4 separate regions of the Mus musculus genome follow, and regions 2, 3 and 4 are each linked to region 1. Evidence: chromatin contacts called from public Hi-C, HiChIP or PLAC-seq and Micro-C data. All regions are on one chromosome and are shown on one strand. The core of a region is the stretch at or near the end of the contact, and the rest is flanking DNA. Distances in the headings are between cores, read along the strand shown.

What was found. A called contact is a pair of places that touch in the nucleus more often than the background predicts. HiChIP or PLAC-seq counts read pairs in DNA pulled down with a chosen protein or histone mark.
Region 2: a Hi-C map of cerebral cortex shows a contact between it and region 1, with 3 times the contacts expected there. The contact joins the promoter of Nudt9 here to the enhancer-like site in region 1. A contact is called at or near these places in 10 of 39 promoter capture datasets (the 3T3-L1 cell line, the C10 cell line, embryonic stem cells and 5 more), 27 of 484 Hi-C or Micro-C datasets (the CH12 cell line, the G1E-ER4 cell line, the N1E-115 cell line and 16 more), 2 of 115 datasets of contacts at active chromatin or transcription factors (both in embryonic stem cells) and 1 of 9 other capture datasets (embryonic stem cells).
Region 3: a contact with region 1 is called in a Micro-C map of embryonic stem cells, with 2.5 times the contacts expected there. The contact joins two enhancer-like sites. A contact is called at or near these places in 13 of 484 Hi-C or Micro-C datasets (the G1E-ER4 cell line, the N1E-115 cell line, Sertoli cells and 6 more).
Region 4: an H3K27ac HiChIP or PLAC-seq map of embryonic stem cells shows a contact between it and region 1, with 11 read pairs. The contact joins two enhancer-like sites. A contact is called at or near these places in 1 of 15 datasets of contacts at CTCF or cohesin (CD8 T cells) and 5 of 115 datasets of contacts at active chromatin or transcription factors (double positive thymocytes, embryonic stem cells, extraembryonic endoderm stem cells and 1 more).

Annotation. Positions count from the first base shown.
Region 1 is chr5:103,852,978-103,860,146 of GRCm38.p6, reverse strand. It overlaps Aff1 (AF4/FMR2 family, member 1), which reads right to left. Exons shown (of 20, transcript NM_133919.4): 20 at 4,825-7,169. Among named protein-coding and RNA genes, the nearest start is that of Gm42139, 29 kb to the left of the region's middle. Within about 2 kb of position 4,171, at least 119 of the 459 cell types and tissues checked have an H3K27ac peak or open chromatin away from gene starts, as enhancers often do. A contact at or near this core is called in the CH12 cell line, Sertoli cells, cerebellum and 8 more, where this site is marked.
Region 2 is chr5:104,042,284-104,049,452 of GRCm38.p6, reverse strand. Nudt9 (nudix (nucleoside diphosphate linked moiety X)-type motif 9) reads right to left here and starts at 2,589. Exons shown (of 8, transcript NM_028794.4): 1 at 2,307-2,589. The coding sequence starts at 2,413. Mir5619 (microRNA 5619) reads right to left here and starts at 1,450; the gene lies at 1,390-1,450.
Region 3 is chr5:103,998,582-104,005,750 of GRCm38.p6, reverse strand. It overlaps Hsd17b11 (hydroxysteroid (17-beta) dehydrogenase 11), which reads left to right. Exons shown (of 7, transcript NM_053262.3): 5 at 2,442-2,579. Among named protein-coding and RNA genes, the nearest start is that of Hsd17b11, 20 kb to the left of the region's middle. Within about 2 kb of position 2,535, at least 41 of the 459 cell types and tissues checked have an H3K27ac peak or open chromatin away from gene starts, as enhancers often do. A contact at or near this core is called in embryonic stem cells, where this site is marked.
Region 4 is chr5:103,721,596-103,728,764 of GRCm38.p6, reverse strand. It overlaps a transcript of Aff1 not described here. Among named protein-coding and RNA genes, the nearest start is that of Aff1, 29 kb to the left of the region's middle. Within about 2 kb of position 2,789, at least 84 of the 459 cell types and tissues checked have an H3K27ac peak or open chromatin away from gene starts, as enhancers often do. A contact at or near this core is called in embryonic stem cells, where this site is marked.

The DNA of each region.
Region 1 (7,169 bases), core at 2,922-5,421:
ATTGGAGGTCAATAGATAAAGCAGGATTGGACAAGAGACGGGAGAGAGGAGGAGTGGGTGCATTAACCAAAACCAAGGAGCTAAGAAAAAGTCCTTGTGCAAACCCACTTCTCAGCGAACTTTAAAATATAGCTGGAAAAAAAAATAACTGGAAAAGTTTGGAATTACCTGTATGGATGGACAATTGTGCTCCTAAATGGAAATGACCATGCAAGGCATAAGATGCCTCCCTCAGAGGTACTGGCCAGGGAGGTGTGAGAGGCTCCCCAACAACACAGGTTGCCATCGCCTTTGCTTACCCACTAAATGCTGTTTCCTTTATTTATGTCTGTGTGTGTACACGGTGCTGGTCAGGGTATTTCTTCATAGTAACAGGAGACAAGACAAAGACTGTCATTTGCTGACACAAGCTTTGCATGGAATGCTTTTGTTAACATTCACTTTGACATATCTGCAATTTTAATTACATACAAGGGTTTCCTTGGAGAGAGAGAGAGAGAGAATATGAGAATTCATGGACAGGCTAGTGTTTAGTATAACATTAGTTTACCATAGCAAACTAGCAAGATCTTTTCTTTGGCTGTTCGTATTGCTCTTCCGTGTGTGTGTGTGTGTGCACTGAGGTTTTGGTCATCATCTATTTTAAGCAGTGTATGTTGAGATATCTGCTTCCCTTCTCGGTTCTGTCACCTGGGATTTCATGATGAGTTGGGGTTTGTTTGATTGCAATTCTGCGGTCAGTCCTAGGGCCTTTCTTACTCTCCCAGTGAGCCCCATCTTCAGCCCTTGTTTATTGAGACAAGATGTCTGTAGTTGAAGCTGACCTAGTTGTGATCCTGCCTCAGGCTCCCAAATGCTGAGGGACAAGGTGAATTACCATGCCCAGGTTTAAGCAGTCTTAGGCTGGTTACTTAAGTATCAGTGGTGCATGCGCAGTCTTAGGCTGGTTACTTAAGTATCAGTGGTGCATGCGCAGTCTTAGGGTGGTTACTTAAGTATCAGTGGTGCATGCACAGTCTTAGGCTGGTTACTTAAGTATCAGTGGTGCATGCGCAGTCTTAGGGTGGTTACTTAGTATCAGTGGTGCGTGCGCAGTCTTAGGCTGGTTACTTAAGTATCAGTGGTGCTTGTGCAGTCTTAGGCTGGTTACTTAAGTATCAGTGGTGCATGCGCAGTCTTAGGCTGGTTACTTAAGTATCAGTGGTGCATGCGCAGTCTTAGGGTGGTTACTTAGTATCAGTGGTGCATGCGCAGTCTTAGGCTGGTTACTTAAGTATCAGTGGTGCATGCGCAGTCTTAGGCTGGTTACTTAAGTATCAGTGGTGCATGCGCAGTCTTAGGCTGGTTACTTAAGTATCAGTGGTGCATGCGCAGTCTTAGGCTGGTTACTTAAGTATCAGTGGTGCATGCGCAGTCTTAGGCTGGTTACTTAAGTATCAGTGGTGCATGCGCAGTCTTAGGGTGGTTACTTAGTATCAGTGGTGCATGCGCAGTCTTAGGCTGGTTACTTAAGTATCAGTGGTGCATGCGCAGTCTTAGGCTGGTTACTTAAGTATCAGTGGTGCATGCGCAGTCTTAGGGTGGTTACTTAAGTATCAGTGGTGCATGCGCAGTCTTAGGGTGGTTACTTAAGTATCAGTGGTGCATGCGCAGTCTTAGGCTGGTTACTTAGTATCTGTGGTGCCCAAGAGCTGTTTCAGATCTCCTCTCTTGTTCTCACCTGCTGTTGAATGAGGCAGAACTGTACCATTTCCAACCGGTTTTCTCAAGTTGTTGTGAGCCCTGGAGCTCCGTTCCCTGGTCTGGAGAGTCAGTCAGTCCATTGAACGCGGTTCACACAGTGGGATGCTGTGGTTCTGAGAGCCTTTAAAGGATTTTGTATCTTCAATGCTTCTGCCGCATGTGGTGTTAAAAGAATTCAGAAATATCGCCAATATCATCACTATTGTTCCAGAACCACTTTTAATATTTGGGTTTTTTGAGAAGGCATTGCTATGTAGCTTAGGTTGGCCTTGAGTTCACTATGTAGCTCAGGGTAGCCTTAAACCTGCTGCAATCCTCCTGACTCAGCATCCCCAGTGCTGTAGAGGCATGCAGCACCACACCAAACTGTCCATGCCCCGGTCTTATAAAGTGGCTTGCTTTCCCTCCAGCCATTCCCATTTCCCGATGGTCGATCTGGATGTCTTCCATGGGTGCCTACACTGCCATTTGTGCCCTTTCTTCCCTCGCACAGTTTCTTGGATCCGGACCTTTTTTTGCAAGTGAGATGTTTCTACCCAGACCATTTTCTGTTTTTCCTGAAGTTACTTTGGTGGTGTGCTGCTGTGGAATCTTGCTTCAGGCTTGTTTGTTTGCCCTTACTACCCTGCCAGCTCCCATTCTAGGTCGCGCTTTTTGTGGGAACCCAGGAGTAACTTGCACTCTGTTGGTGCCTTGTTTCCCTTGAGCACTAATGGACCTCTGTGGACCCTGCTCTTCCTGTCCCCTGCACATCTGAAGTTTTTTAAAGTCTGCCTCTGTCGTGGTGCAGTGTTTCATGGTATGTGTAGACATGGCTTTCCTTGAGTGTGTCCTGCTAGCACAGTTAGTACAGTTTGTGACACAGATTTAGGCTTTTCTCTTCTGAGCACTGCAGCTGTGGGCCACGGGTGTTCTTTCAATTCCATGTTATTTTATTCCCCTCTTTTCTTCCTTTCCCAGGGAATGTGTTGTGTGTGTGTGTGTGTGTGTGTGTGTGTGTGTGTGCATGTGCATATAGCAGGGGCATGGAGATTAGAAGACAGCTTGCAGGCACCAGTTCTTTCTCTGCCATATGGGCACAGGCTTGACAGGAGGTGTCTTCACGCACTGAGCCATCTTGCCTGCTCTTGGCTTTTTTTGCTGAATGCTTTGATTTTTCTTTAATGCTTGGGGGGCACTACACACACACACACACACACACACACACACACATTCATACTCTTACATATGCACATGCATATACATTAACACACACACACACACACATATACACACTCACACACACCCCTACACAGCCATTCATACACTCTTACATATACACATACACACATTCATACTGACACACACACACACACACACACACACACACTCACACTCCTTTAGTAGCTGATAATCCAAGTATCCAGTGGCTCACTTTTCCTCACAGTGCTATTCTTGCTTTCTGCCTGCTGGTTTTTATTTTGTGAACATGAGCACAAGCTCAAGGCCAGAGAACAAAACAGGCGCGGGGCATGATGGGACACAGAGTTCTTGTGTCTCCTTGCTGTGGTGCTACAGAGTTTGCTCTCAAAGTCCTTGTGAGACACTGGCCGCTGTCCTCAAGGCAACAGACAGGGGCTGCCCTGTCTGCTGGACACTCCCATTGACCCAGGAAGCGGCCCAGCTTTTCTGTGAATGTTGATGCTCCCCCCAACTCCCCCACTTCTAAGAATTTCTGGGGTTGAACTGGGTTTTAACTTTAGGACACTACTACACTGTTGTGCAAAGAGGCCACATCATTATATTCCCACAGAAACACAAAGTTTTCTAGTTCTGCACATTCCTTTCAACCTCTGGTGTCATCATTACCTTTGGTTAAATTCTTTCAACATGGTGTGAAGGGTCACTGTGGTTAATACCAAAAGAAACGGTTGCCATCTAGTGTCCAGTTGTACACATTACATCTGGGAAACCTAGCCCTAAGGAGAAGCCTAGCTTCAAAACTGGCTGGTTAAAATTTGTATTTCCTGTCTGTTAGCATACTAAGAACAACATGAGCCCAGGTTTAAAATATTCTTTCTCTTCACCACATTATTACCTCAGAAACTAGGCTGGTGGCTTTAATTAAAAAGTTTATTTGGGTGGGGTGGGGGCGGGGAACAGAACCACTTATGTGTTTTCTCCACCATGTGAAACCCAGAGATCTGAACTCAGGCTGTCAGGCCTAGTGGCAAGTGCCGTCGTCACCTACTGAGCCATCCCACTCACTGTCCCTGAGCCCTCTCTAATCTCTGGAGGTTCATTAAAGTCAACACTAAAAGGCTGCTCCTGATTTCATCCACCTTCCGCCCCAAGGCCTTAGTGGTGTAAGGGTTTACACAGGTGGAGTGGCTGAAGCCTGTGGAGAGGGAAGGGCGGAGACTGCCCTGCTGCCTCAGACCCGCCACACCCTTTCAGGAGAGGCATCTGCACCAGTGTCCTGAATCGCAGACGTGCAGGGAGCACCAGGGTCTCTTCACAACAGTGTAGTAGTGTCCTAAAGTTGACCTAGACAGTGTGAATGTGGAGACCCAGTGTCAGCTGCCACAGGCTCCTAGGCCCCGGGGAAAGGACATGTGCAGGTGAGCAGGTGGCCTCAGGAAAGGAGAGAAGGAAATAAGCAGTTTGTCCTTTGAAGGGTGTCACACACCATGGCAAAGCGCCTGTGTCACTGATCAGTGCATGTGTGTGCGGACTGTGTGCCTTCAGATACAGGTATAAATACTGATAAGGACCCTGGGGCCCTAGCATCGCCCTGGACAAGCCTAGAGCTCCCGGACTCCTCGGATGCCACTTACCCAGTGCCTGCTCGGTTACTAAAGCAAGCCTGGTATTTCTAAGGCAAGCATCAACTCCTCCCATAGAGTATGGATGGTCTGTCTGCCCATCAGTTTTGAAGTCAATCCTAAAGAATCGTGTTTTAACTCTGAGTTTCACAGAAAGCCCCAGTGCATATTTGAAGGGCAGTTCACATTTCACTCTTGTGAGGTCAGCTCCAGAAAGACCCTGGCTCAACAAACAAGAATCCTCTCATTTGAACAAAATAAAAGCCACAGGCTCAACTCCAATCATTTCTCTAAATTTTTATTAAATATCCTTTTTTTTCCCTACAGTTTGATCTTGTGGAAAGGAAAGATTGTGAAGATGAACAAGTCAATTACCTTTTCTAAGACAGCACTTAGTCCTTGTTACAGAGAAAAACAAAAGATCTGTGGCACATCATCTTTGGAAAGATCTTTTGCAGTTTCTTTTAAAAAAAACTCTCACAGATCACGTCTGCCCCCTTTCAGAGTCTCCCATGAGGCAGATGAACCCCATTCACAGAAGCCCCAGGGGTGCCGTTCCACTGCTGATGCTGATTTTTACATCTGTGGTGCTCCCCGTATTTGCACTGCGCATCTTCACCGGGAGCCTGGCTGCTTCCCCAGCCTGCACACAAAACCACTGTGCTGATCAGAGCTGGCACATTATTCCATGATAAAGAAAAACTCATTAAAGGCAGACCAGTGATTCTCATTATCACCTTGACAACATACTCCTTTTTAAAGCAATTTTAATACCAAGATTTGACTTCTAACATTTTAAGAAAGAAAATATATAATATATAATATAATATATAATGGTAATAAATTAAAAAAAAAAGGCAACCCTGCTCAGGTATCATCCAAAGCATGATCACATTCAGAAAAAAATTAAAATTCGGGACACACATGGACACACCCCACCACGAACAGTGTACCCGCGATATCATGAGATGTGCAGTGTTCTTAGCAATACATGTCATGGCCTGAATGAAAGGCAAACGTAATACTGCCTGTACTGAGCATTGCTAAAACATCTAAGCAAAGTGAGTTCATCTTCCTTAGGTCAGCCTCTGCCCCCCTCCCCCCGCCCCAGCTCAACAGTGCAGCCCGGCTTGCCTGCCGCCAGCCTCAATCCGGTGTCCTATGGGGACAAATATAGCAATATACAGGCTTGCAGAGAGCTCTACGCTTCCTTCCTGTCCTCTGGCTCCCTCTTAGGTAGGGAAAGAGGCACTTCTCTGCCCACCACAGTAACTGCTGATGTCTGACGCACAGCGGAACAGAACAGAGTGTGATTCACCCCCAAGGAACCAGGAAATTTTACAGTCGCTCAAAGAAATGTGGTGATGCGGTGCTTGTCAATGCATCAGTAAGAGGCACGGCTACCAGACAGCTGCTCTCAGTAAGTGGGAAACTGGACTGCATATGGAGGATCGCCTGGCAGAAATCCCAAAATCCCAACACATGCCCGTCTGTCCTTACACTTCCCTTCCACAGGAAAAGTCCTCTTGCCCAGTAGTTCCAAATGAGCCAAAACCAGGGGAAAGAGGCAGGGGGAGGGGGGCATCAAAATTGATCCTCGCATCTCCATAGCTCATTCTTCAATGAGAAAAACCTACACTTCTGTGTTTTAGACAGGAGCCCCTAAAACATTCTGAGGCGATTTAAATACTAACCATTGATGAAGAAGGTAACAGATGAAGTGGTAAATTTTCAAAGACATTTCGTAGTGTTGGGGGAAATAAGTCATTAAGAAGAAAAAGAATCTGTAAGAGGTATGGAAAGATCTTAGATATATATAATATTTTTTAAGCCCAACTCATCTCGAATTTCACAAAGCAGGAAAGGAAACATATAAAACCCATGAACCCACTCAAAGCCACAGCAAAACAAACAGCGTAACTTCAGAATTTATGTTTGGTCAGCAAAGGCACAAATACGTCTAGCTGAATCTCTCATCTTCTGCATCAGAGACCACAGCTCAAGAGCACAAGTCCTTTTATAAGTTACCAAACAGGAATCGTAGGACTTAAGGTCCTGTCCCTAACATCAACATAGTAAAGGCACATTTTCAATTAAGATGGGGAAGAGCCCGTTTGAAACTTCCTACAGATGAGGCTGGGTGGTGGTGGTCCAGGGAATGGATAGACATTTGTCAGAACCTCTACAAAATAAATGTCACTTTGTAAGGGACCATTAGCAAGCACTTGCTGGGCCCTCCTGCTCCTCCCTACTGCCATGTGGTCTGCCCTCTAGGCACCTTAACCAAGGGCAACCTGTTTTAGTAACAGGGTTTTTTACATGTATCTAATTTTAATTTTTTCCAAAAGAGAAAACATTATTGTGTTCCTCTACTTTGTGTCCCAGACAGATGGGCCACACACACCCTTTGTAGTGGCAAATGGAAGATTCATTCATTAAATGCTGCCCCCCCCCATAAGGTGGATGCTCTTCCATGGTTTTAAGAACATCAGATATTCAAAGGGGCTAATGTTATAGTCCTCCCAAAATAATCACCTCAGGGGAAAATTTGCCTCTGGTAAGTTTAAGCACACAGTGAACTGTGCAGATGGTATAAAATTTGAGTCTTCGGGGTTTTACAAT
Region 2 (7,169 bases), core at 1,340-3,839, 190 kb before region 1:
GCATCTTACAAAGCAAAGACCAGTTCCTAAGACTGGCAAGAAGGAAAGGAAGGAAAGGAAAGGGAGAGGAGGGGGGGGAGGGGAGGGGAGGGGAGGGGAGGGGAGGGGAGGGAAGGGAAGGGAAGGGAAGGGAAGAAAGAGAGAAAAGAAAGCCGGGCATGGTGGCGCACGTCTTTAATCCCAGCACTCGGGAGGTAGAGGCAGGCAGATTTCTGAGTTCGAGGCCAGCCTGGTCTACAGAGTGAGTTCCAGGACAGCCAGGGCTACACAGAGAAACCCTGTCTTGAAAAACAAACAAACAAACAAAAAAAAAAAAAAAGAAGAAAGAAAGAAAGAAAGAAAGAGAGAGAGAGAGAAGAAAAGAAGGGAGAGGAAAGGAAAGGAATCCAATAGCTGCATGCTGCTATGAACTGAAGAAAATCTTCAATACCATAATTTATAAGAGGTAAGTGTACGCCTGCAAGTCACTCTCCTAAGTGCTGGCAATACTGCCCACTCAACTGACCCACACAAATCCTTGCTTTGGAAATAATTCTAATATTTCCTGTTGCACCTCAGCTTAATTTTTGGGTCACACATGTTACATGTGAGCACATGAACAAACTTATGTCACTGACAAAACCTGTTGAGAAACGGAAACCTGACTTTCCAGGTTTTACTAATAAAGATCTTTGAAACTACGTAAATCACAAATTCTAACTACAAAATTCTAACTCCTGTGCCCTGGATTTCCCTCCATTGTTAGTCACAAAATTGTTTTTAATATGTTTTTATTCACTTATTTTTAGAAAATTCTATACATATAGGTGTATCACACTGGAGATAGGAGTGAATACATACACATAAACGTATTTTGATCATATCCGCCTCCCAACTCCTCCCAGCTTTCCACCCCATCAGTCATGTTCTCCTACATTTTTATATTTTATTTTTGATTACATGTGTGTGTTCATGCATGGGTCCTGCACAGGGGCGCAGAGCTGACAATGGAGCAGGAGTTTACACCTGACCTGGCAACCAAGAATGAACAGGGATCATCTTCCAGTCCATTCGAGCTCTTAACTGCTGAGCTATCTCTCCAGCCCCCTCTTCTGGCTCCTTCTGTTTCCTTTTAGATAGCCTTTTAAGATAGTCTAATTAGTGCTACCTACATAAACATGGGCATGGAAGGTGATCAGTGGATGAGGGGCCAAGCTCCTAAAGAAAACTGTAGTCACAAAACTCTTGAAGTTACACGTCTTTTGTTTCTCGACAGATGTTTTACAATCATCTGTCTAGACCAGCAGGCACTCAACAAACACTTGTTGACTTAGCTTTGGGTTTTTCTTTGGAATAAGCAGTTTCAGTTCTGGATATACTTCTTTAAGTGTTCCTTTCCCTGTCGTGCTAGAAATCACCAATGAGCTTTTCGTTGTTCTGGTAACAACCAACAAAAATGCCATTAGTGACTTCCAGAGAGCAGGAAGTTCTCCCCTCAGCAAGCCCCACTGAAGAAGGTGTATAAAGGGTGTTAACCCACACCAGCAGAAAGAGGACACTCTGATTGAGGGGTTTTAAGCACTGTCAGGAAAGCAGAAAGGGGATGGCACCGTGGGGCCTACAAACCACAGCAGAAGTAATTCTATTTTCAATGAGGTGAAGGAATATGTCACTCCTGTTTGGGAAGCCCACAGAAATTCCAAACTCGGTCTCACACGGAGCCCAAATTGCCAGGGAACTAACCTCTTTCCTCTTCGGAACCGAAAGCTTGGTGAGTTTGCCTCCTAGATAAAAGTCAAGCTTGAGGCGTGGGTGGTATGTGTTTTAAGGAAGACACTGGTGTCAGAGAACTTAACAGAACCAAACTTACAAACTTTCCAAGTCACTAGGAAATAAAGTTGCGGCCACCTCGCCCAGGAGAGAAGGGAAAGAACGAGGTTCCCAGTACTGAGGCACTTGTGCGCACACTTCATCTCCAGTCTACCCAAAAGCCAATAATCAGCGCCTTCCAGCGCACAGAAAACACTGTCTGCTACTCAGATTAACAGTATATATTAACAGTATATTCCATTATATGGACTCGGTATCACCTCTAGCACGGAGCAACACACCATAAATGCTCTTCAAACTCTGGTGATCTATGAATTAGCGTTGGCGCCTTATCTGGATGGGCAAATTAAAAAGTCAGAGATCGAGAAGGGTCCTTGCTATTGGCTTCCCAAAATCCAGTACTTCAGCACAGCCTACATAACCTCTGGAAAAGGAAGGAGGGGATCGCAGGTCCACCCGAGGTCTCGGAACCGCAGCCCGTCCTAGAATCGGGGTACCTGGGTGCGGGGACGGCGCGGCAGGCTGAGGACCGGACAGTCACTGACGCGAGGGCCACCGAGAGCGACACGGTGGCTACCGCCTGCCCCAGGGAGCGGCCGGCCATCGGCGCCTGGCGCCTGGCGCGCGGCCCGCGAGGGTTCGGAGGTGGCCGGCCTCGCCCGGAGCCCCGCCTTGAGCCCCGAACCTGCAGCCAGCGGGCACTAGGACCCGGCCGCGCTCCCCCAGCGCCGCTGGCCGGCGGCGCCAGCAGCCCCACGACGTACCCGACGCGCGACCGCGCTTTACGGCCACGCCGCAAACTAACCTGTGTGCCAGGCCTCTCCGTCTGCGCAGGCGAACTGGAGTGCCGCGGCGCGGCAGGACGCGGAGACCCAGAACCCTGAGGCTGAGCGGAAGGAGGGTCAGGGGCGACCACGTGCTTCCAGGAGAGGAGGGCCGTACGGAGGAGTCACGTGAGCCATGCGAGGTTTGAGAAGACGTAGGATGAGTCAGTGACGAGTCTTGAAACACCTTGGTTTGGTTTCCAGAAGCCAAGTAACTTGCTTTTCGAAACTTGCCCGCATACCGGATTCAGAGACCGCCTGTGAACAACAAAATGTGGGCGTCCCGCCGGTCACGTGATCAGGCCAGTCACGTGACCCCTAACCCTTAAGGAGGGAATCCCCCAACCCTGGAACGCAGCCTGGGCTCCCCAGAGCCCCCTTCACGGTGCTGTCCGTGGTGTTGGTGACTCTGATAAACCTCTTGTCCAAAAGGAAAGCCGGCCTCGGTTTCCCACTTTCGAACCCCAAAGCCAAAACTTACAGACAAGCTGTGAAAGTGGCACGCGGTCTGGATAATAACGAACGAAGGACTAAAGTTAGCCAGATTGAAAGTGGTAAAGCCAGGCGTGCATCGCGGCTTGCACTCCAGGTTTCATTCGTTTAATTGTTGATGAGACATATTCTAAGCCTATCATCAACTTTGGGCCTTGCAAAACACACCGTATGGCGTTGGCTCTTAAAGCCAGGCCAATCAAATACTAACAGTATCCTGAAATCCACAGCACTCTTGGGATGGGACAGCAAGAAAAAAGGACTGCACAGTAACACTTCAGGGCGTTGCCTTCGTGACTATACTACACCCCTTAAAATGCCCGCTTAGAAAAACTAAAAGTATGGGAAATTTCCTCCCCACCCCTGCCCAAACCTGGTGACAGATAGGCAGATCCCTGGAGCAAAGTAAAGATTATATTTTCTTTCTCTGCACTTTGGGGCATAAGCCTACCACCCCACAGTTTCCTGGAGATGTGGTAGACATGTCGTTGAGGTGTGAGCGAGCACTCAGGAAGATAAATCACCTTGGGCTCCAGCCCCTTCCAGAGATGGTTGTTTTCAGCTTGCTCCACTGCTCCTGTCATAAGAAACACGTTTGTTTCTACACACACACACACACACACGAACACCTTAGATCCTTCAGCACCATTCCCCGGCCTTCAAGATCCCTATTCTTTTTTTTTTATTTTGGTTTTTTTTTTTAATGAAACTAGAACCCAGTTCATAATGTAGGCTTTCCTACGGCAGCAGTAGCCAATAAAAATCTTTCCTTGTGACTTTAACTAGTATCCTCAAACAGGCTAGTGGTTTTGGTTTGGTTTTGTTTTGTTTTGTTTTAAGATTTACTTACTTATGTGGATGGACAGGGGTTTTGCCTGAGTATCTGTGCACCCCAAGTCTTTAGTGCCCGTATAGTCCAGAAGAGAACTTTAGATTCCTCAAGACTGGAGTTACAGGCGACTGTGCACTACCATATAGGTGCTAGGATTTGAACCCAGGTCCTCTGGAAGAGAAGCAAGCCAGTGCTCTTAACTGCTGAGCTGTCTCTGTAGCCCAGGCATTGTCTTTGGCAGCTCTTTCAGATAGCATTTTTCTTAAAGTATTGTTGATATAAAAAAGCATAGTTCACACCTTAAAGGATCTTAGTTTCTTCTGGAGCAAAATATGAATTCCTCTGGTCCCAGGAACACAGATTTTGGTTACCCCAGATATCATGTTATAAAGTTTCAATAGCAATAGCAATAGAACAAAATCCTAAATTAAGACATTTTAAATACATGAGTGGAAACATCAGGTAAGCCCAAGTTGCAGCAAATTAGTGAAATCTCTGATAAAGACCTCAGATGTTATCTGATCTTCTTTGGGATAGAGTCTGTTTATGCATTAAAATGGGATTTATATAATAGTCACAAGGAAGGCAGTAAATAGCTATTTAGATATTTTGACTCTAGACCTGCAACATTCCAACTCTTCACAGTCATTGATTTCTAATCAGTTAATCAACCCTATAGAATATTAATGTAGTTGTGACATTTTTCTAGGAATATCAGTTCAATGTGCATTTGAAAGCAGACCCTAGTAGTTTATGAATGTAAATTCCAGCTCTCTGGAAGCTGGGGCAGAAGGATCAGAAGTTCAAAGCCAGCCTGGCTACATACAAAACTTTGTCTCAAAAATTTTTGTATTTAAAAAATAAATACCAAACTGGGCATGGTGGTGCACACCCTTAATTCCAGCACTCCAGAGGCGGAGATAGATATATCTCTCCAAGTCTGAGGCCAGCCTGATCTACATGGAGAGTTCCAGAAAAACCAGCGCTACATAGAGAGACCCTGTATCACAAAGCGCTGCTCTCTACTAAAGGGAAATAAATGAATGATAAGCAAGTAGTAACATCAGACTAGGGGGAGTGCTCAGTGACTGAGCATGGAGCTTCCTCATCATGCACAAAGCCCTGGAGATGCCTGGTGGACATCTTAAGAGATCAGAAACTCAAGATCATCCTTGACCACAAAGCAGGATTCAGAGGCTATGCTGCCTCAAGAAAGGAGAAGGAAGGGCTGGAGGAGAAGGGCAGGGGGGTGGGGGGGTGGGAGGCCCTATGAAGGAATAGATAATCTCCTGTGGAGGAAAGTTACTGGTTGAGGAAGAAGTCACTTTCCATTGTAAAAGAAGTGTCTGAGGCTTTCCTGAGGCAGTAATGGTTGGCATAGATGGAAGGATATGAAGCTACTAGCCACTGGACAAACTGGGACAAGAACAGTCCATCTAAGAGGGCTGTAAGTCACCTGCTCTGGGGTAGGAATGCTTGCCTTCTAAAGAGGAGGGTGGACACAGTGAACCATTGTAATCAGAAGTTAAAAGAGGGAAGCCAGGGTGGACACCAGCAGCTGCTTCCCAGCTGTGGTTCCTGTGGAGAATGCCTACAGTAGAAAGTAATCTCTCCTACACTCCCTGCGGCTAAGGGGCCACATGGCCCTCTGCGGTCAGTGAGATTAAGGTGTAAGCTATTTGTGTGGATCTTGTGATCTTGTGAGGACCTGCTGTTTCCCTGGTGAGAGAGAGGGTCTGACTTGCTTCACAAGTACTTTCTATGTCCATGCTTATCCCTGCTGGGAAGGGGTCAGCTCACCTAAAAATGGAGCAGCTATCTGACTACCCTGTCAGAAGCTGTGCCAAGTAGGGTATAAGAAGGAAATTGAGAGTTTAATGGGTCCTGGAATATTTGCCTCAGGCCTGGACAACCTGCCAAGAGAAAAGAAAACAAATTTCTACTTGGCTAAATCATGGATTACATACACACACACACACACACACACACACACACACAAAGAGGCAGGGGGGAAGAGAGAGAAATTCTGACATGAGAGTGAAACATTTAGTGAAGTTTTTCTAGATCCTCATGCTCTAAAAGCCATTAAGACCCCACACGACAGATTTAGTCTTCACAACATAGAGAAGTGGCTGGGAATGGTAGTGTTGCTTTTAATCCCGGCAGAAGCAGAGGCAGGCAGATCTGTGTTTAAAGCCAGTTAGGGCTAAATAGTGAGATGCAGTCAAGAAAAAAGTTTAAAATGGATAAACAGAATTTATCATGGTAGGACTGAGAACCTGGTATTCAGCTTTCCATGAGCTCAATGAGATACATGAACACATGGGAAGGGTTAGTCTGGCACAGGGTTTCCCATGGCTGGTTGGCCCTGTTGCTCTTGGGCTTGTGCCCAGGCAGCACGCTGTGTGCAGAGTACAATCAAGTTTCACTTCATGGCTAGGATTTGAGAGAAGAAGGGGCTGGGGACAAGGCTCTACTACCCCTTGAAGGGCAATGGCCAAACCATCCTTCCAACAGGTCTGCCTCCCTGAGGTTCCGCCATCTCAGTAGCAGTGCAGTCTGGGGACCAGGCTTGAACATGGGCCTCCTGGGGACAGTGACTGTTTTCTTGGTGTATCACTTACTCCCACTTCCCCTCTGACATCATGTACCAGGTCAGACGCTTCCCTCTCTGCCCCATGACGAAGAAGACTTTCCTCTTACCTACTGTGTTCTTTAGCTTCGCACCCACAGGTTCTGGGTTTTGGTGAGTTCATGGGCAATGAAAGAATTTTTTTAAACTTTCACTTAACAAAGCTTGGCTTTCAAGATTAATTTTGTGCTAGAGACTTGAAAATCCCACTTGACAGTCAAGCCTTTGTTCTAACTCATATCTTTCTTTCCTCTGAAACACTGCAACTATTATTTCAATGGACAGAGTGCATCTGGCAATAAGATACAAAAATATTTTAAAAACACATCTAGAATATTTCAAAAAATTACTCCCGTGGTATTTTTCATTTTGATTATGTAATTTGAGCAAACTGTTTAACCTCCCCATGTCTGCTTCTTCACCTGTAAAACGAGGAGCTGTGATGGTCAGCACAGTGGAGCAGTGAGAACCAAGCATAACAGGTCATAAAGTGCCTAAGGAATAAATACCGTAGGAACTGGGCTTTTCAGGAATGTACAGTATCATCTCTACAGACAGCCATGCAGCTTAAGTGCTACCT
Region 3 (7,169 bases), core at 1,286-3,785, 150 kb before region 1:
AGTTATTAGGAATACAAACCTCCAGACCCAGGTAGGGCTCAGGGCGAGTCTTTGGCTGGCTTCTTCCCTCCCTTGGTAAGGATTAGCCTCCAGCAGGTCAACTCACCTCTTTAAACCTCAAGTTCAGCAAGACCATCATTTCCCCCAAAGCGCCTTCACACAAGCAAGTTCTAGGCTCTGGGATCTCAACCAACTTGGATCTAATCACTGGATTTGGCAGCTTGGTGACTGTGGTGTGACCAGAACAGGGAGATCTAATGCTGCCCGTCACAGCCATTTTAAATGTTCTCCACTATTTACTTTCATGAGATTTCCCCCAACATTAATATCTGGAAGCCCAGTTGACAGTTTCTTGGTGCAAACATTTGCACATGACTCTCAATCACAGAGTAGGGCATGGTGAATTTGACTCCACTTTAACGAACTTCATGCTCTTGTCAAACTGTCTTCCAGAAATGAACAGTGTAACCCGGGCTCTGGAAAACAGGAAGCCGTAGTTAGTTTTTAGTTTTGTTTTATCTCACTTTTTAAAAAAGTTCAGATCCAGACTTTAAAGGTTGCTATGCTCAGTTATATATGATGAAATCTGCCTGTATGTTGAAAGACAAACTGAGAAAATACCAATTTTCATGTTATTTGACCATTACATATTAGAGGAAAATGCTACTATGTGTGTTAACAAGTGAGCATGTTTTTATGTCTGTCTCTGTTGGCATTTATCTTGTGGGCTTTCTTCTACTTTCCTTTAGTCTACCAAACTTTACTTTGCTTTTCGAACCTCAATTCCTGTTTCAGTAAACAACACTCATAATAACCTACATCTTAGAATCGTTGGGAGGCTTAAATAAAAATGAACCATCTGATTAACCGTGAGCAGGTTCTGTCCTACGCCAATGATTTTAGATGCCATCACTTTAGTTTCTGATGTTTGTCAGTGTACAGAAACTTTCCATGCTATTATTGAAACCAATAATATTTCATTTACAGCTTCAATGTATTTCTAAGCTTAAAAAAATGAAAAAGAGCCGGGCGGGGCACACACCTTTAATTCTGGCACTCTGGAGGCAGAAGCAGGAAGATCTCTGGTCTACAGAGTGAATTCCAGACAGCCAGGGCTACACAGAGAAACCCCATCTCAAACAAACATATCTATATATAGAAAAGAATACTTTCCACAATTTTATGTTTTTTAGAGTACAATGAGATTGGCAAGAATGTATAGACACTTTATCTAATTTCTAATTCATAAAGATTTAGAAACATAAAACTATCTGGTAATTAATATCACCAGACTATACACTCGAGTGACAGATTTTATGTTACATGTATCTTATGACTTTTTTTTAGTTAGTAATGTAAAATACCAGCAAATGACTGAATTATATACCTTCAGAAGGTGAACTGAGTTAATATGACTTAATATTTCAATAAAGCTCTTTTTAAATTTAGCTACCTAGAAAAATAAAAGTTCATCTAGAGTAGTTTCAGAATACTTCCAAGTGAAGAGGCTTTTGTAAGAATTGCTTTGCACTGTGATTCATTTATGACAAATATTTACTGAGTGCCCGCTAAGAGGCAAGCCCTGGGCAAGGCCTTGGAAACTCATTTGTGCCCAGGAGAGTCATAGAGATTATAATAAAAGTGTAAGCAAAGAGCTCGGGGGTTAGTCAGTCAGTAAAGTGCTGGGCTGGCCACACATAGGGACTGAGTTCAAATCCCCCCAAACCTAGCAACATATGCCTATGACCCAGCAATCTCAGGGCAGAGAAAGAACTATCCCTGGGGCTTCCTGGCCAGGCAGCGTAGCCAGTGGGCAAGCTTCAGGTTCAGTGAGAGACCCTGTCTCCAAAAATAAAATGAAGGCATTAATGGAAAACACCAATCTTAAAATCTTATCTTTACCCAAATACATACATACTACACCCCCACCACACACTGACACACCCACACACCCACAGGCACACGCATGCATTACAAATCTGAAATATTCTATCCGAGAAAACTTAAGAGTATTGTGTAATGAAGGTGGGGTTGGGGGTAAGATAGGACTCTGAGGAACTAAGCTGTGACTTAGAGAAGAACGGATGTGTACAGAAGAACTTCCGCTTGCATTCCACCACCATTTTAGAATAACTAATAAACAGATTACGGCGACGCTGGATTTTCTGGAAACAGCAACAATCAAAGCAAACACTCCGTAGGTTTCAGGTCTTCTCTTCAGTGCACAGAAATCCACCTGGTTAAGGACTCAACACGTAGGAAATGTTCTGTGCCGCGTGCTTGAAGTTTTCGTGTACTTAGGAATGAAGCTCTGCCCGCCAAAGCTACACCAGGCCTGTGATTCAGGGCTCCCCCCATCCCCCACGCTGCTGGTGGGAGGAGCTCACCTAACTGCAGCACCCCACTATTCTTGCATTCATTTGTGAACTCCTTCCTTTCAGCTCCAGCAAGTTTGCTGCCGTTGGCTTCCACAGAGCCTTGACTGATGAGCTGGCTGCCTTGGGACGAACAGGAGTGCGAACATCGTGCCTCTGCCCCAACTTCATAAACACCGGCTTCATCAAGAACCCAAGCACCAAGTAAGCTGGCCCAGGGTGAGACCAGAGTAAGCTGGGAGCACAGGTGCTTGCAGGGATTTCGCTCTGTGGACTTCCTAAAGAGATTAATCCCTGAACCGCCTGATACCTGATGCTTTCAGGTCCTGATGCTTGTGGGAAAACAGGTGGGGAAACAAGGAGAGAAAGACCGGAGGTCACAGCTGTAAATGCAGACCTGAATGACAGGGTAACGACAACGACTGGTTAATCTTTCCTTTGTTCCTTCAACCCCGATCAGCAGTTTCAGACTCACATACACATTTTTTGTCTCCTGGAGTGCTTGGGACAAAATCTGGGCTCCTGAACCCCAGCGATGATTTACATTGCTTGGTTGGGGTAGGGTAGTGGTGAGGAGGAGGGCGCCTGGATCCCTGGTCAAAAGCCACGTGGGGTGATTCCGGTGATGCTGTGTGGCTGTTCCGCCACAGTGCCCCTCCAGCAGGACAGCACCAGCTTACAGTTTACCAGAGGGTATCAGCTCCTTGCTGTTTACCTTTTAAACACCGCCAACTCCCGAGGTGGAGAGTCTTTGTATGCATAGTAATCATTAGCTCACACAACTGCTGTGGGCGCTTGTCAGTCTCATGGTATCTGCTTACTTGTCTAGGAAGCCTCAGAATTTTAAAGCAAATATCGAATAGCCCTTCCTGTGCCTGAGACCCCCTTTACATGTCCCATTGGCTGCATGAAGTTTTCCCAAGTGCTCCCCCACGGCCATTAAGTTCTGTGAGGTGTTAGGTCTCTCTCCTTCTACACTTAATCTACCCATATCAGCCAGGAAAAGACCAAACGTAACATTTGAAACAGTGTGTACAGAATGTATAACCATTGTAGAGATAAAAGATCACGCTTAAGCCATGAACCATCGAAGTCTGATAGTAGTATAAGATTTTTTCTCTTTAGTTTTTCCATTGGTGTGTAGTCATTGTTCATGGTATTATATTAAATAATATATAATATTTTCTTTCTTTTAAAAAATTTTTTAACCTAGGAACCTCTGTCTTGTTTCTTTAATCATTTTGAAACCACTAAGTTTTTACAAAGCAATATGCAAGTGATAGTGAGCTAGTAACATTTTACAAAAATTTGTACACTTCTACAGTCTACGCTAATAACAGATTGCCACAAAGCTAGAAATGTAAAATTCATCATGGTGATTTACAGTGTGGTTAGAAGTTACTAAGGAAACCTTGCATTGTCAGTCAATGGATTCCAACACAGAAAATCAAAGAACCTCCCTGTCTTCTAGTTACTAAGAGAATTGTGTGTGATGCTAAGAATCCTGAAGTATATATTTACAGGAAAATGGCTGATAAGAATCAATAGCATCGAGTCAAATCAACTAGGTTTCCTAATAAAATCATAGCTCTGATGTCTACCTTACAGAGGGAATTTGTGATGTTATTAATAAATATAGACACATGTTTTGTTTTGTTTTGTTTTTCGAGACAGGGTTTCTCTGTGTAGCCCTGGCTGTCCTGGAACTCACTTTGTAGACCAGGCTGTCCTCGAATTCAGAAATCCTCCTGCCTCTGTCTCCCAAGTGCTGGGATCAAAGGTGTGCGCCACCACTGCCCGGCTGACACATTTTTACAGGATGTTAAAAAATACATAAGAATAATGTATTCATTGTTACTACTTGAATTTGTAACAGACACTTTACATTTCCTGTGTCTCTCTGTCTGTCTCTGTCTCTATCTGTCGTCTCTGTCTACCTCTGTGTCTCTGTCTTTCTGTGTCTCTGTCTCTCTCTCTGTCTCTGTCTCTATCTGTCTCTTTGTGTCTCTGTTTGTCTCTGTCTATCTCTCTCTCTCTCTGTCTCTGTCTTCTCCCCTTCTCCTGGCTTTTTACAGTTTTCCTGGGTTCCAGGGATGGAACTCACATCACCATACCTGCACAGCAAGCCCTTCACTGCCTGAGTCATCTCTCTGGCCCTTGCTTGTACTTTCATCGTGCCTTATGCACATACACAATTGTATGCATCTATCTACATCCTGGGGACTCACAGATGAGTGAGAGCACATTTGTCTTTCTGAGACTGGCTCAATTCACATTTCCCTGTAAACACTGCAACTTGGTCTTTACGGCTGAGAACATTTCAGTGTGCATATACCATACCTTCGTTAACACACACACACACACACACACACACACACACACACACACGTTGCTGGATGCCTAAGTTGGTTCTATCCCTTAGCTCCGGTAAGTAGAGCTGTGATAAACATTGCCACGTGTCATCTTAGGAGTAGTCTAGCTGGGTCTTATGGTAGATCACCATGCCAAGCGTCTGTCTTCTCCTGTACATTCTCACCAGCGCCTGTGTGAGGAGAGGAGGAGCTTGAATTTGCATTCTGAATGACTGACAGGACCTCACCTGAGCTCTGAGTTGTTTTTGAAACTCAGCCAATCCGACTGGGGGAGGCGGGAACCTCAGTGTAGCTGGTGTGCATCTCTCTGATGGCTGCTGAAACTGAGCAATTATTTTTTTCATGTTTATTGGCCATTTGACTTCTATCTTTTCAGAAATATCTCTTCTTTAACCCATTTATTGCATGGACTTGGTATCTTGAAATTTTAGTTTTTTAAGTTCTTTGTACCGTCTAGATATTAGTCTTCTGTCGGATGTACAGCAAGCTAGGATTGTGTCCCATTCCTCAGCCACCATCTGTCTTTACTTGGTAACTTTTCTGGGCAGAAGTTCTTAGTGTCACAAGACCTCACCCCAAAAGAATCTATGTTAAGCTACAATTTTGTTAGAAAATAAAAGTAAGACTAAACCTAGGTTTTCTAGCACCACCCATGATCCCAGCACTCTGGAGGCTAAATTTCACACCAGCATAGGCAACAAAGTAAGATCTGTCTCCAACAACAACAGAAGAAACACACAACAAAAGGCAAGACAATCTGTTCAGAAAGCCAGTTCTTAACTCTGTCTGTATGAACTATGAAGCCCTAACTTAACCCTGAAGAAACGACAGGTCAGGCTGGAGTTGGGGAGCAGCCATACCAAAATACCCCTTGCTGCTTCCTCTCTGTCTCAGGATTTAGATGCTGAAATAGCATATTGGCATTCGTTTTTAAAAAATAAAATAAAATAAAAAACAGGTGATCTTTCATTTGTTAAAACCTGGTACTACATTTTAAAGCTATTGCCCCAGGACATGGCTGGACAAGGCAAGAGCGCCCTCTGCTGGAGCACAGGTATCCCGAGGAGAAATAATTAGAGACTAGCAGTGTGTGCCCCAGCTGATCACCAAACAGTCTTTTTCTTACATCTGGAGCACTGGGGTAGATGCTGTCTAGCTATCCGATAGGTGAGTCGTCTGAGGCTTACAGTTATTCCCCATGAGTAGCAGAAAGGAATCTCAGACCCAGTTACCCAGAGCCAGATTTCTCTCTGAAGAAACTGGAACGGCTTCTAAGTGGACGAATTTGAAATGTGTCCCAGATGACCGTTGGTGCTTAAATCCACCCCTAAGGGCACTCATATGTCGTCTATCACTTGTGTTTACACATGTAACACACTGCAAAGAAGCCAGGTTTCCATAAAGGCAAGAGTTCACTGTAGTCTGAATTTATGGGAATTAAATATTGTCATGCCCCCTGATTAAGTTCTTGAGAACTAAGAATTATTTTTATTAAATAAGCTTGGATAGCAATAGGGTTATTTCAAAATATTCACCTGCTAAATACCAAAATCAGTCCCCGGTTCTTTCTGTTTGCCTTTATTCTCTGATCTGATCCTGCATGCCAGCTTTGATCCTCCAGCCATGGTTTGATAATCTGTCTCTACCTCTGCCTCTCAGTGTCTCTTTGACTCTTTCTCTTCCTCTCTCTCTCTCTCTCTCTCTCTCTCTCTCTCTCTCTCTCTCTCCCTCCTCCCTCCCTCCTCCCTCTCTCTCCTTCTCCCTCTAATTTCATACAGCCAAAGCTGAATTCAGCTCGCTATGAAGCAAAGATGACATGAGCCTCTGCCCTTCCTGCCTGCCCCTGTCTTCCAGTTTCTTCTGCTTCTACTTTATATAACAACTCTGCAGCTGGTCATCTTTTTGTCACTCTGGCAAAATACTGGTGATAATCAACATACACAGAGAAAACGTTTATTTTTGTCCACAGTTTTGGAGATTCACGCCTGTGATTGGTTGGCCTCACGGTTTCCAGAACTTAGCTAGGTAACAGTTCAAGGTAGCAGGCAGTAAGCCAAGTGTGGTGACTCATGCCTCTAATTTTAGTGCACATTACGCTCATTATCACAAATTAAAGACCAGCTTGGGCTTAAATACTGAGACCCAACATGAAACAAAACAGGAAGCTTCCTTGCCATCTGTTCTTGAAAGAATTATTAAAAGATTTCTGTCAGTTCTCCTTTAAACGTTAAAAAGAAAGAAGAAGAAGAAGGAGAAGAAGAATAAGGAGAAGAAGAAGAAGAAGAAGAAGAAGAAGAAGAAGAAGAAGAAGAAGAAGAAGAAGAGGGAGAAGGAAGGAGAAGGAAGGAGAAGGAGAAGAAGAAGAAGAAGAAGAAGAAGAAGAAGAAGAAGAAGAAGAAGAAGAAGAAGAAGAAGAAGGAAG
Region 4 (7,169 bases), core at 1,540-4,039, 130 kb after region 1:
TATTGCCGCCCACCCCGGAAAAAAAAAAAAAAAAAAAAAAAAACTTAAGATATGATGCATGTTGCTAGGCCTTTAACCCCAGAATTTAGGAAGCAGGGGCAGGCAGATCTCTGTCTGTTTGAGGCCAACTTAATCTATGAAGCCGCGCTACATACAGAGAACTCTTCTTCCCAGTATATATTTGCAGGTGGGGGTGAGTTTGCTTACAGACATATAGGTGCCATGGAGCCCAGAGACATTGGATCTTCTGAGAGCTGGTACTTCTGTGCTGGGAAATCAGTTCTCATTCTTTTCAAGACTTGCACATCCTCTCAGTCAATGTGCCGTCTCTCCAGCCCCCAACATCAATTCTAAACCTACCTCCAAGAAGCCTACCCTGATGGCTGGCCAGTTGTGCAACGGGGTGTCCCTCCTTTATATTCCTAAAAAGCCCTACAATTTCCTGATAGTGATTACAGATGAAAGAGCAGAAGGGCTAGCAGGGATGAAAGAGACAGCGTGTGCTAAGGCATGGGACTTGAAGGCAGAAGCCTTTACATGGGCTTGTGTGAGTTGTATCGCTAGGCAACAGAGCTGGTGGAGGATAAGTCTTCACAAAAGAGGAGACTGAGGTCCAGGGACCCTAGGACCTCTATATTACTCAAAGTGAATCATGGGTGTGATGTGGCTCAGAACTGCCCTAGTTTAATGATGTCCTCCTGACAAGGAAAAGGGAGGGTGGAGAGAGAGCAGGGAGTCACTGCTAACCTACATGCAGAGGGATAAAAGGACTGCAGGGCAAAGAGGGCAGCCTAGCTCAGCTGGTACATCGCTTGCCTAGTACTGCACAGTCAGGTGCAGAGCCTCACATGCCTTTAACATCAGCACCTGGGAGGGGCACCACAGCAGGTCAGGAGTTCAAGACTAGCTTCAGCAACCTTGGTGAGTTAGGTTAGTATAGGACACATGGAACCCTATCCACAAAAGGAAAAAATATAATAAACTAATCACTCTTAGTTTTATGGGTTGGGCCTTAAAGGATCTTTTGGGTTTTTTTTTTTACAAATTCCTTTATTATTATTATATGTAAGTACACTGTAGCTGTCTTCAGACACACCAGAAGAGGGCGTCAGATCTCATTATGGATGGTTGTGAGCCACCGTGTGGTTGCTAGGATTTGAACTGAGGAACTTTGGAAGAGCAGTCCGTGCTCTTAACCGCTGAGCCATCGCTCCAGCCTGCCTTATGGATCTTACCTCTCTCCATACATTTTGCTGAAGTACAAAAGGAACTTTTCAGTGGGGATAACAAGGCAAACCTGGGCCATGGGAAAGGCTAAGCTCTGGATGTCCTGGAACTTACTATGCAGACCTGGTTGGCCTCAATCTGCTGGGATTTAAAGCCCCCCCCCCCCACACACACACACATACATTTAACCCTATTTTTACTGTACAAATAAAGGAACAATTTAGAGGGGATAATGCTGCCAGCTTTTCACATCTCGGGGGAGGAATTTCAAGACAGGATTTCTCTGTGTAGCCCTGGCTGTACTGGAACTCACTTTGTAGACCAGGCTAGCACCACCACAGCCCAGTGGGGGAAAAATTTTAAATGTAATTTTTTGCCCTGTTCTGCACCCTTGCCTCTGAAACACTAGTTCCCACTCGGAAGTCAGTACTCCATTCTTTTTTTTTTTTTTTTTTTTTTTTAAAGATTTATTATTTATTTATTTATTATATGTAAGTACACTGTAGCTGTCTTCAGACACACCAGAAGAGGGCATCAGAACTCATTACGGGTGGTTGTGAGCCACCATGTGGTTGCTGGGATTTGAACTCCAGACCTTTGGAAGAGCAGTCGGGTGCTCTTACCCACTGAGCCATCTCACCAGCCCCAGTACTCCATTCTTAAGGAGATTTTCTATCTCAGGCATCAAGAGGCCACCAGAGTTAAATAAGTCTCTGCCGGATGTTGACAGTCTTAAAGAGAAGCAGCTGCAAAGCGTAACCGTTGGGACACTGATTGAGCTGCAAGGCCACCACCTGGCACCTGTGTGGGGCTGCACAGACCCAATAACTCTAGGAAACACCACCTCATGAGTGTGAAACTCTCTCTCTCTCTCTCTCTCTCTCTCTCTCTCTGTGTGTGTGTGTGTGTGTGTGTGTGTGTGTAGCTGTACAGCTCTGGGAGAGTCTAGGCAGAAGAGCCACCTCCTCCCTTATATTTTATACTAACAAATCTTTTCCCGACATATGGCTAGCCGCCTGAGCTCCCTCCCGTGTAATCAGCTTTGTGCCTTCAGCAAGAAAGGTACCTCTAACTGTGGTAGCCCTGCTAAGTGGATCCCTTAGGAACAACCTGCTATCTAGTTAACAGTGTCAGAAAAGACAGCTGGCTCCAGAAAGATCCAGCACAAATCTCTCCGAGGCAAGCCAGGGCACATAGTGTTTCCCTCTCTCCTGTTCCTAGTTCCTAAATAGCTAATGTGTAGTTGGGCTTGAGTTGAGGTCTCAGGGGCCCAATAACAACAGACCTTAAACCAGGCATGGTGGGTGGTTCATGCCTCTAATCCCAGCACTTGGAAGACTGAGGCAGGAGGATTGCTGGTGAGTTCTAGGGCTAGAGTGAGATCCTTTTTCAAAATCTATCAATAAAAATTAGAAAGGTAGTTTGACTGTCTGCCACAGATTAATCAGCTAATTTGTTCGTTTACTGTTTTCAAAATTGTAAATCTATTAGGAGTTGTAAGATTGAAATGAAAATATTATCTCCCCGGGGTCAGTCAGAGCTAGAATGAAACCCTGCAAAAAAGAGGAAGAAAGAAACATGGGGGGTGGGGGATGGTAGAAGGGAGGGATGTTTAAGAAATATAGCACAGAGCCTGGCTGTGCCCATTAAATATTAGTAGTTCTCGAGTAAATATTAGTGGCTCAAGACAGTGGTCGGTGGTACAGCACTTGTCCTCAGTTTTAGCCGAAGCCTGTTACAAAGAAAAGTTGTTTTATCCTGTGGCACTAATGCTCTAAACACTACTGGGTGTGCATAGCTAATGACATGCATATCTAACTAGCTGGTGTTACCCACTCTTCCTCTCAGGTGGATGAGGAGGGCTTGAATATAGTTGAGCACACTTCAGCTGGACTGTGTTTTCCCCTGCCAGCCCAGCTGTGACCTCTTTTCCCTTCCCCAATCTTCCAGCTAATAGACACAGATAGAGGTCTATTACCAAGTATTTGCAAATCGAAGAAAGCCTTAAAGTTCTCAAGAGATCAGTGCTGGGCTAGCCCCGCGCTCAGCGCTGTGCAGTCACAAAAGACATGTTCTGACCTCCAGCTTTGAGTCCTGCAGGGCTAGGCTGGAGGAGCCTAAGGAGGGACAGTGTACTTTACAGAGAGTTATCCCTAGCCTTCAGGGCCCAGTTAGTAGCATAAAATGTGACCTTGGTGCTGTTGCTTTGTGCACAGTAAATGGTTCCAAATACTAACTATATTTTCAGCTACAAGCTAAAGGTTTTGACCGCATACAAAGTCCTGTAACTACATCAAAACACCATCTACTGTCTTTGAGTGAACACTTTACAGCTGCCTTTGGATCACTTTTTACATAGTGACAGTTTTCTTTAGAGCTCAGCTCTGTGCCTTGCATGTGAGTGTATCTTCTGGTGTTGGGGTTAGGTGGGGAGAGAAATGATCTTAGCTCTCAATCTTCCAAGGACAGCAGGACTCAGAAATCCCACTCGGCTTAGTCTTACTAAGGACAAAAAGGACCCCTGCAGGGCCACCCTGTGCAGGGGACATCTTCCCAGGAGTTGAGAACCAGTGTGCATCCGTAGGTAACTGCAGTCTGCCAACAACTTTAACAAAGGTTGTTCTTCCAGGAAGAACAGCCAACCTTCAGGAGCAGGCAGCTTTCACCACTAGGAAACCCCGTTTTCTTTTAATTAAAAAACACAACAAAATCCTAAAGGCCATCCAACAGCTTTGTTTACTAGTAAGAGTGGAGCAGCCCGCATTTATCAGCCCAAGGGATTCTTTTACACTTTGATGTGGAAGGGTCGGGCCCCATTGTGATTTCAACGACTCCGATTGAAACCCTTTCACTTGCAAACAAAGCCCAGCCCCCAGTAAGAGCCAACTGTCAGAAAAAAAATTCATTGCTTCTGCCTCCAATTATTTATCGAAGTTGTGGGAGAAGTCTCTTTAAGATCTCTCTGGGGGAGAAGTCTCCAGCATACCCCAGTGCATTCCAGTTTGGTCTGCCTAGAATGGCCCTTTCCCCAACCCCACCCAGAGGGGAAAACCTCTTGCTACCAGCAACCCATCTGGAACAACTTTCTCTGGTTTTTATGCTTTCCCAGAAAGCCCCGGGGGTCTAACCTTACAGGTCCTTCAAGTATTCCCCCCTTAGGGCAAGACAGTGATTCTACAAGGTAAGGCGTAAAGAATGCATTATGCTCCCTCGTGGATATCACAAGGTACCCAAAACCCCTTTCACCAACCTTACCTGTGTAACTTTCTTTTAAGGAATTTTAAATGTTTAAAGAATTCTAAAGTAGATAAGAAGTCAGCTCGGATACAACAGAAAGGAAAGCACCCAGCAGGAGGACTTTCATTGATCATTTGTTTTTGAGACAGGGTCTCTCAGTTGTCCAAGCAGTCCTAGAATCATAATACCCCAAGCTGGTCTTAAACTCAAAGATCCTCTACCCTCTGACTCATAAACACTGGAATTAAAGGCATTCTATACCACGCCCAACAGGATTTTTAAAAAGTAAACGTTTTAAATTAGAGCACACCATTTTTTTTAGAAATCAGGGGTTGGTAGCACACACCTTTAATTCCAAAGGTAGCTATCTTAGTGAGTTCAAGAACAACCTGATATACAAATGGAATTCAAGGCTAATTGGGGCTGCAGCGTGAGACCCTGTTCCAAAAAACAAAAACAAAAACAAAAAAATCTGATTGTAGATCTTTAGGCAGTCACCCTGGTGCACAAGCGCAATCCCAGTGTTCAGGAGATGGAGGCAGGAGAGCGAGCTTGATGCCAGTCTGGACTTCTAGCAAGACCATGCCTCAAAAATTAATAACATAATTAAATATATGCTTTGAAATGTTTACCTTTTGTGTGTGCATGCTTGCGCACACTACTACACACATGGAAACCAGAGGTCGGCGGCTTATAGGAACAAGTTCTCTCACTTATATGAGTTCTGGTAAACAAACCCAGGCCAGCAAGCAGCAGGCACCTTTACCCACTGGACGATCCAGTGGGCAAATATACACTTCTAAAAGTATACCCAGTTGAGAGTGGGGTTCAGTCGTGAAGGTCTGAGTAGGATGCTTAAGACCCTGGGGTCCAACACCAGCACCATCAAAACAAAGAAAAAAATACTGCAAGGACAACTGACAGTTTGAAGCAACTATTTTCATCTTGACTCTCACTCGGCTTTTAACGTCCATTCAGGAAACAGGCATGAAAATCTTAGCCTTGGGGCATGAACATGTAAAGGGAGCCAGAAGCTGGGACTGGGAGCTGCCCTGTGTATATGCAGGGTGATTTGTGGCATCCCTCCAAACTCCCCAAGTAAGATTACCCTGTTCTAGAGGACGCCAACCAAATCCCGACCCTGGCTGGCAGCGCCCACCTGATAATCACCTCTGTTCAGACTGGAAGTCAAGGCCCCCACAAAGAAGCAAACAGATACTCAATGAGGAACATACCTGACATAGAAGTCCCCGAGCAGACAACGCCCTCACCCCACAATAATCAGGATCCGTGTTCTAGAGAAGGGCTTCAAAGCAGGAGCTGACACAGACCTAGTGCCTGTGTGAACTTCAGCCACTTCACTTGCTTAAGTCAAGATGCAAGCAAGTTTAAAGCATTTCAAGTGCTTCTGAGGGCCAGGCGTGGTAGTACACACCTTTAATCCCAGTATATGGGAGTCAGGGGAAATTCTGAGTTCCATGACAGCTTGATCCACATAGTCAGTTCCAGGCTGGCCAAAGTTACAAAGTGAAACCTTGTCTCAAAAAACACAGAAAAGAAAAATCAAGTAGCTTCAATTGCTTCCTCTTTTGGTTGCCGTTGTAAGGTAGGTTTGGTTTACTAAAATAATTAACACCCTGACTTAATACATATATGCTGTCTTTCTTGTACCAATTTCTTTATCTTTTATTTATTTTGAGACAGAGTCTCCCTGTGTTGTTTTGGCTGACCAGGTATTTCTCTATTTAGACCACCAGACTGGCCTGGAACTCAGAGATCAGCCTGTTTCTCTCTCCTGAGTGCTGGGATTAAAGGCATGTGCCAGACCACAACAGACCCCCACACCACACCAAGTCCAGTGTTTATTTAAGTGTGTGTGTGTGTGTGTGTGTGTGTGTGCGCTCAGAATAGAACCCAAGGCCAGTGGATCTTTTACATTTGTTGTGCCAGGCGTGGTGGCGCACGCCTTTAATCCCAGAGTTTGGGAGGCGGAGGCAGATTTTTGAGTTCGAGGTCAGCCTGGTCTACAAAGTGAGTTCCAGGACAGCCAGGGCTACACAGAGAAACCCTGTCTCGAAAAACAAAACAAAACAAAACAAAACAAACAAACAAAAAAAGTTACATTTGTTGTTATTACATTTGTTTGTTTGTTTGTTTGCAGTCTGCCCAACTGTGTGTGTGGCAACAGCCTGGGGTCACAGTCAGTTCCCTCCATCCACCCGTCTAGTTCCTGGATCCTGAGGCTTGAGTTCAAGGCACCTTTGTTCGCTGAGCCACTTTATCAGCCTCCTATAAGTCTTACTTTAATTATTTCTTAACAGCTATTTATTTTATTTATAGGAGTACACTGTAGCTGTCTTCAGACACACCAGAAGAGAGCATGGGATCCCATTTTGCAGATGGTTGTGAGTCACCATGTGACTGCTGGGAATTGAACTTGAGGCTTCTGGAAGAGCAGCAGTCAATGCTCTTAACCGCTGAGCGGTCTCTTCAGTCAGTCCCCCAAGCCTCCACCCCTGTCTTTTCTATGACAACAAAACAGTATCTTTCTGCACTGTTGACTGGGAAATGCCTTCATTTGGCAAAGGGGTTAGGACAAATTGCTCAGAGCAGAAACGAAAGCATACAGGACTTGTGCTACTTCTCTTATTGCAAGCTCAAACTACTTCAGAGCCCAGCAGTCTAGTGGCCTAGACTAGTCTAGC